Regions from separate parts of the Mus musculus genome. Here region 1 is linked to region 2. The links are chromatin contacts, called in public Hi-C maps. All regions are on one chromosome and are shown on one strand. The core of a region is the stretch at or near the end of the contact, and the rest is flanking DNA. Distances in the headings are between cores, read along the strand shown. Region 1 overlaps Slc4a5 (solute carrier family 4, sodium bicarbonate cotransporter, member 5). Region 2 overlaps Sema4f (sema domain, immunoglobulin domain (Ig), TM domain, and short cytoplasmic domain).

Evidence for each region. Hi-C and Micro-C count contacts between places; a contact is called where the count stands out from the background.
Region 1: a Hi-C map of CD8 T cells shows a contact between it and region 2, with 2.3 times the contacts expected there. The contact joins two enhancer-like sites. A contact is called at or near these places in 3 of 15 datasets of contacts at CTCF or cohesin (embryonic stem cells, large pre-B cells and pro-B cells), 27 of 484 Hi-C or Micro-C datasets (B cells, CD4 T cells, CD8 T cells and 12 more), 8 of 115 datasets of contacts at active chromatin or transcription factors (bone marrow-derived dendritic cells, bone marrow-derived macrophages, embryonic stem cells and 2 more) and 3 of 9 other capture datasets (adipose tissue, embryonic stem cells and liver).

Annotation. Positions count from the first base shown.
Region 1 is chr6:83,266,741-83,269,674 of GRCm38.p6, reverse strand. It overlaps Slc4a5 (solute carrier family 4, sodium bicarbonate cotransporter, member 5), which reads right to left. Exons shown (of 25, transcript NM_001166067.1): 9 at 2,115-2,269; 10 at 1,293-1,481. Among named protein-coding and RNA genes, the nearest start is that of Slc4a5, 31 kb to the right of the region's middle. Within about 2 kb of position 1,269, at least 306 of the 459 cell types and tissues checked have an H3K27ac peak or open chromatin away from gene starts, as enhancers often do. A contact at or near this core is called in CD8 T cells, the HL-1 cell line, the P5424 cell line and 3 more, where this site is marked.
Region 2 is chr6:82,911,894-82,914,998 of GRCm38.p6, reverse strand. Sema4f (sema domain, immunoglobulin domain (Ig), TM domain, and short cytoplasmic domain) reads left to right here. Exons shown (of 14, transcript NM_011350.4): 13 at 574-632; 14 at 895-3,105. The coding sequence ends at 1,508. Among named protein-coding and RNA genes, the nearest start is that of Sema4f, 26 kb to the left of the region's middle. Within about 2 kb of position 1,433, at least 81 of the 459 cell types and tissues checked have an H3K27ac peak or open chromatin away from gene starts, as enhancers often do. A contact at or near this core is called in CD8 T cells, the HL-1 cell line, the P5424 cell line and 3 more, where this site is marked.

The DNA of each region.
Region 1 (2,934 bases), core at 20-2,519, 350 kb before region 2:
TCCTGCACTTTGACTTTCCCAGCATGAGCTGCTGTTACTTAAACTTCGAACCTTTCTCCCTTCAGTTGCTTTTGTCAGAGAATCTTATCACAGCGAGAAAGACTCAGCACACAGCTTCATTCCCAACGGCTTCGGTTGCACAGAGCCTTGTACTTCTCTGGACTTCCCTAAACCTAGGTCAACCTAGGTGACTCCAAGAGCAGCCAGGGAACTCAGGCCAGGAAAGTTTTTTCTTGTTCCCCAGAAGAAAGAAAAATGAAGCTTTAAAAAAAAAATTAAGATTTCAAGATCTTGCTTCTTTTTAAAAGATACATTAAATCTCCAACCTCTGGTATACTTGTGAATATGGTTTTACTTAGAAAGTCTCTGGGTTGAGAATGAAGCTCAGTTGGTAATGTTTGCCTGGTAGGCATGAAGCCCTGGTTTATAAGACAAGCATGGTGGTGCCTGTGAATTCAGCACTGGAGAGGAAGGGGCGGGGGCACCATCAATTTAAAATCATCCTTAGCTATAGCAAGCTTGAAGTCAACCTGGGTTACTTGAGACCACAAAGGGGCGGGAGAGGGAGGCAGAGAGGATGTAATTAAGTTACAATGAACTCATTAAGAATGCTTTGATCCAGCCATTATAGAAACCAGGCAATACTATCCAAAGATATCACACAGGGACAAGGCCATGGAAATTTATACACAAAAACTGAGGTGACACAACAGCCAAATCAAGGAGTGCTATGAGACTCCTGGCTGTCTTTCAAGGAGAGGAAGGACGTTCCTAGAGGCTCAAAGGCAGTGGTGCACTGCTGGCATCTTTATTTAAGGAGTAGGGTTGAGATAGGGCCTCACACTATATAACACAGGCTGGCCTGGAACTTGCAACAATCCTCCTGCCTCAGTCTTTCCAGTGCCAGGAATTAGAGGTAGGATCCACAAAGGCTCTGCTCCCTGGTGACATCTCCATTTTAACCTTCTGATCTCACACTCATGTGAAAATGGACGTCAGTAATTTTACACTACCTTGCTTGTGATACGTTGTTTCTGCCGCTATAGGATACAATTACTAAAGAATGCCTAGAGAAATGTTTCGGTTCCTTCCTCACGGGTGGGATCCTTCTGTTCATCTCACCCCACACAATTCTGTCAGAGCCACACGATTCACTAGAGTGCGGGACGACTGCAGTGGTCAGATCCCCGTCCCTAAGGGGCGCTGCACACAGCAGCGAGAGGATCGCTAACAGGACCGGAAGAAGGAAGGGTTCAGGACAGCAGGCTCTCTGCCAGGTGTGGAGCGGGCACCTTCCGGTCCAGATCAGCTCCTCCCCGATTTCGTGCATAGCTGGCATCTCAGCTTCGTCGCCACTGCCCACTCCGCCAGCCCCGCTGCCTCCAGCCCCTCCGCCACTGCCGCCTCCTCCAGCCGAGGCTCCGCCTCCGCCCACAGAGCCATTCATCTGGCCCGGCTCTGCCAGAGAGAACACAGATTTCCTGAAAGAGAAGGCAGATGGGGCAGAGCAGGGCTCTCAATGCTGGGAAGAGCCCAGTCCCTCAGGACTGTCCCCTTCCCCCTCAAAAAACAAACAAACAACCCAACCTACTATCTACTATCTTGAAAAGCGGGGGGGGGGGGGGGGGGGGGGGGGGGAATGAAGATGGGGGTGGGGAGAGAGCTCAGCTGTTTAAAGCATTTGCCACACAAACAAGAGGGCAAGAGCTGGGTTCCTAGAAGCCATTTGATGATCAGGTGGACAAGGCAGCCACTTGGAATTCCAACACAGGGGAACCCCAGAACAAGCTAGAACAAGACTATCTAAATCTGTCTGCAGCATTGGGTTCACTGAGAGATTCTGCCTCAGTGAATAAGGTGGAGAGCAAAGAAAAATTCCCTGGTGCCACCGTCAGGGCCTCTACATATGCACCCACACATATTCAGACGTGAACGCACATTGCACATACCACAGAAAGACAGAAAATGATTCAGTAATATGCATCCCCCTACACAGTCCCCACTCCTGACTTTAGAGCTGTTCATAAGTGGCCGTGTTGGCTTCTGATTTGCTACAGGGAGAAGAAAATGCCGGATGTGGAGTACCCTCTGCTGCTCTTATCCCGAACACACACCTCTTGTCAGCTGAGGGAACTTTCTTGGGTGGCTCAATTCTGATGTTTGGGTCCCACTCTCCAGGGGGAAGGACAATGACCTCGTCTAGAAATTCATCAATCCCTGCGATCAGATCTTCTCGGTTCCGAGCTTTATAAGCCACATCGCTGAATAGCTGGTGAGGAATGGAGAAGGATAAAAAAGCAGAAAGGAGAAAAGAGGGCTCAGTCCTCCCCTCCTGGGAGTGAGCACATCACAGCTATCTTTAAAGGAACCAATTCTAGCCATTTCTCAGGATGCCCACTTGGTTCCAGTGGGTGGATAAGGACAAAGGACAGTAAGGGAAATAGGGAACAATAGGAAAGAGCCAGTTCCAAGAGCAGGCGGTCATCTGAGATCAGAAACCTATGCCTCCGAGATACATTAGAGACAAGCAAGCATAGGGAATAGCTTACCAACCTGGGACTCCTCTTAATGTGGGCTACCTACATTCACCTCTTCTAATAGTGCATTTAGCAGCCTAGAACCTTTATACTATACTATGTACACATATGCCTTTCTGCACATATACCTAGCAATTTATTAGCAACCTAGGGCCCTCACCTGCACTGAGCTGTACACACACTCCACTCTGAACAATGGAACTGTCTCCTCCCCTTAACAACCATCAAACATAGATAAATTCTACTCAATGATACTCTCCTTGTGTCTGGATAAGAAACTAGGGACGTCCTGAGCTAGGTTTTTATAATAAATCAAACTTCTTATACCTATGCAAAATTAGGTATACATATGATCAAAATCAGATGTGTGATGGGAAGGGACATTCACAACAGAAAG
Region 2 (3,105 bases), core at 184-2,683:
CTATGATAACTGAGTACTGTGATAACTTAGTACTGTGTTAACTGAGTACTTTGTTAACTGAATACTGTGACAACCAAGTACTGTGATAACTAAGTACTGTGGTAACCAAGTACTGTGATAACCAAATACTATGATAACTGAGTACTGTGTTAACTGAGTACTTTGTTAACTGAATACTGTGACAACCAAGTACTATGATAACTGAGTACTGTGGTAACCAAGTACTGTAATAACCAAATACTATGATAACTGAGTACTGTGATAACTTAGTACTGTGTTAACTGAGTACTTTGTTAACTGAATACTGTGGCAACCAAGTACTGTGATAACTGAGTACTGTGGTAACCAAGTACTATGATAACTGAGTACTGTGATAACTTAGTACTGTGTTAACTGAGTACTTTGTTAACTGAATACTGTGGCAACCAAGTACTGTGATAACTGAGTACTGTGGTAACCAAGTACTGTGGTAGTGGGAGTACCGTGGGGCTGAGTACCATGGTACTGTGAGGGTCTGAGGAAGGTGCAAGCACATTGGAACACTAGGTTTACCAGATATTCTCTTCTCTGTAGGATGGTTCAAGACATAGAGTCAGCAGATGTCTCTTCTTTGTGTCCAAAAGAACCTGGAGGTTTGTATGGCTCAGAGAAATGCGGGTGGAATGTATAGAAAGGGGCTAGAGAGTTGATCTTTTTTGTCTCATTCAAAAGACTTGATCCCATGAAGACATGGCAGTCCAGGACCCAGGACCCAGGACCCAGGGCCTTTCCATTTTTGGGAATCCCTTTTGGCAATGTCCCTACATATCTTATATATGACATCTCTCCATATGCCCCCATCCTACTTCCTGCCTATAGCTTCATGTCTTTTGTGTCTTTGCCTTCTCTCCACAGAACATCCGGTAGTGTTTGAAGTTCCAGTGGCTACGGTGGGCCACGTGGTCCTGCCGTGCTCCCCCAGTTCTGCCTGGGCATCCTGTGTGTGGCACCAGCCCAGTGGAGTGACTTCGCTCACCCCACGAAGGGATGGGCTAGAGGTGGTGGTGACCCCAGGGGCCATGGGGGCTTATGCTTGCGAGTGTCAGGAGGGTGGAGCCGCCCGTGTGGTGGCTGCTTATAGCTTGGTGTGGGGCAGCCAGAGGGGGCCCGCAAACCGGGCCCACACCGTTGTGGGGGCTGGGCTGGTTGGCTTTTTCCTGGGTGTTCTAGCAGCATCTCTCACTCTCCTCCTGATTGGTCGCCGTCAGCAGCGGCGGCGACAGAGGGAGCTTCTAGCTAGAGACAAGGTGGGCTTAGATCTGGGGGCTCCACCTTCTGGGACCACAAGCTATAGCCAAGACCCTCCCTCTCCTTCACCTGAAGATGAACGGCTGCCCCTGGCCCTGGGTAAGCGGGGCAGTGGTTTTGGTGGCTTCCCTCCACCCTTCCTGCTGGATTCTTGCCCGAGCCCAGCCCACATCCGGCTCACTGGGGCTCCTCTGGCCACGTGCGATGAGACGTCTATCTAAAGCCAGGAAAATGACTGCCAGCCATGAGCAATCTCTGGAACTAGCGGCTACGAAGACCAGGGTCACTGAACCTGGGAGACGATCATGGCTGCTCCATTCTCTTGGAGTCTGTGTGATCACACGTCAGTGTCTGTCCTCTGGACCTGGATGAGCTGAGGGCCAGACCTTTGCCTGATTCCTGATTCTCATGAGAGATCAACCCTGTAGCCCTCTGCTATGGCCTCTTGTCTTGGGCCCATCATCAGCTTGTGGGGTGGAGCAAGGACACAGGCTCTGATTTGCTTATGGTGGGCCCCCGGAAAGAGGGAGCACTGCGGGGTGGTTGGAGCGCGTGTGCCCTGCATCCGTGTGGTGCCTGTATGATGATTTTCCAGTTTGCTGACTCTGGGGAGCGCATGATCCCCGGACTGCCTTGAGATCTCTCCCAACTCAGTTTCCCTTTGTCCCTTGAAGAGTGTGTGTCTATACACTGGTGTGCCTCGAAGACCTGTCCAGGTGTGTGTGGATGACAGGGCCGGTGCCTAGGTGCTTTTGGGGGGTCGGAGAGGAAGGTTGGAACGGGGGACAACTTTACCCTCGGTAGCCAGTGAGGGAAACCACACGACCCCATCACCCCACAGCGCTTCTTCAACTTTGAGCAAAGTTCCCAAAGTGACCTTCTGGTGGGAAGGGCAGCAGGACACGTGGCCCCGTCCTTCTCCTCATCTTTCTCCTCTGGCTGCCACCACTGCCGTGCCACCGCTGCTTTTTCCCTGGCTGGAGTGGAGGCTGAGCCCTCTTTCCTTGGCTTCCATTTAAAATGAACTTCACAACATTCTAGCTATTGAGGGATGACAAAAGGAACCCAGAAAAGTGTGTAGGAAATTACAAGCAGGTTCAAGAAGATTTGCCTCAGTGACTTTCACCCTTGCCCTAAAGCAGGAGTCCCCTAGCAGGACTCCCTGAAATTGTATGCAAAGAAATGTCTGTCCATGTGTGGCATGTGTGCGTGCGTGCGTGTGTGTGTGTGTGTGTGTGTGTGTGTGTGTGTGTGTGTGATGGCTTTCATCAGATTCTCAAGGCCTTAATGAGGTTAAAGGACCATGGTCCATAGTCACCACACTTGGGCCACATAAATGGAGGAGGTGTTGCTGTGAGGCAGTTCCTCCCTGGCCTGCTGCCTGAGGCCAGTCCCTGGACACACTGCTGCTGGAGATCCCACCTCTCTCCAGTCCTCCTCGGAAGCTAGTGAAGCTAGGCTCTGCACGTGCTTGAAGACACCATCGCCTCCTTTCTTGCTTCGTTATTCCTGTGTGCGCTGCATCTGCTCCGTCCTGCTCTTGGCCTGTGAATGTGCCTCGTCCATCCCTGGTGAGGGACCTCGAACCCCGGTGAGGATGCAGCCCTTTCCAGTTGAAGTTTCTGTTCTACTTTCCTTGACAGCAGCCTGTGAATTACTCAAGAGTCCCCTTGGGTTTGGAGTTACCAGTGGCTTTGAGTAGGATCTTTGGCACGTAGTCTAACCTAGGGACATTGGTTATTCATCTGTAAAGTGGGGATATACCTACCTCAGGGTTGCTGCAAGGATCAAACGAGGAAACGTATGAACAATAAAGCA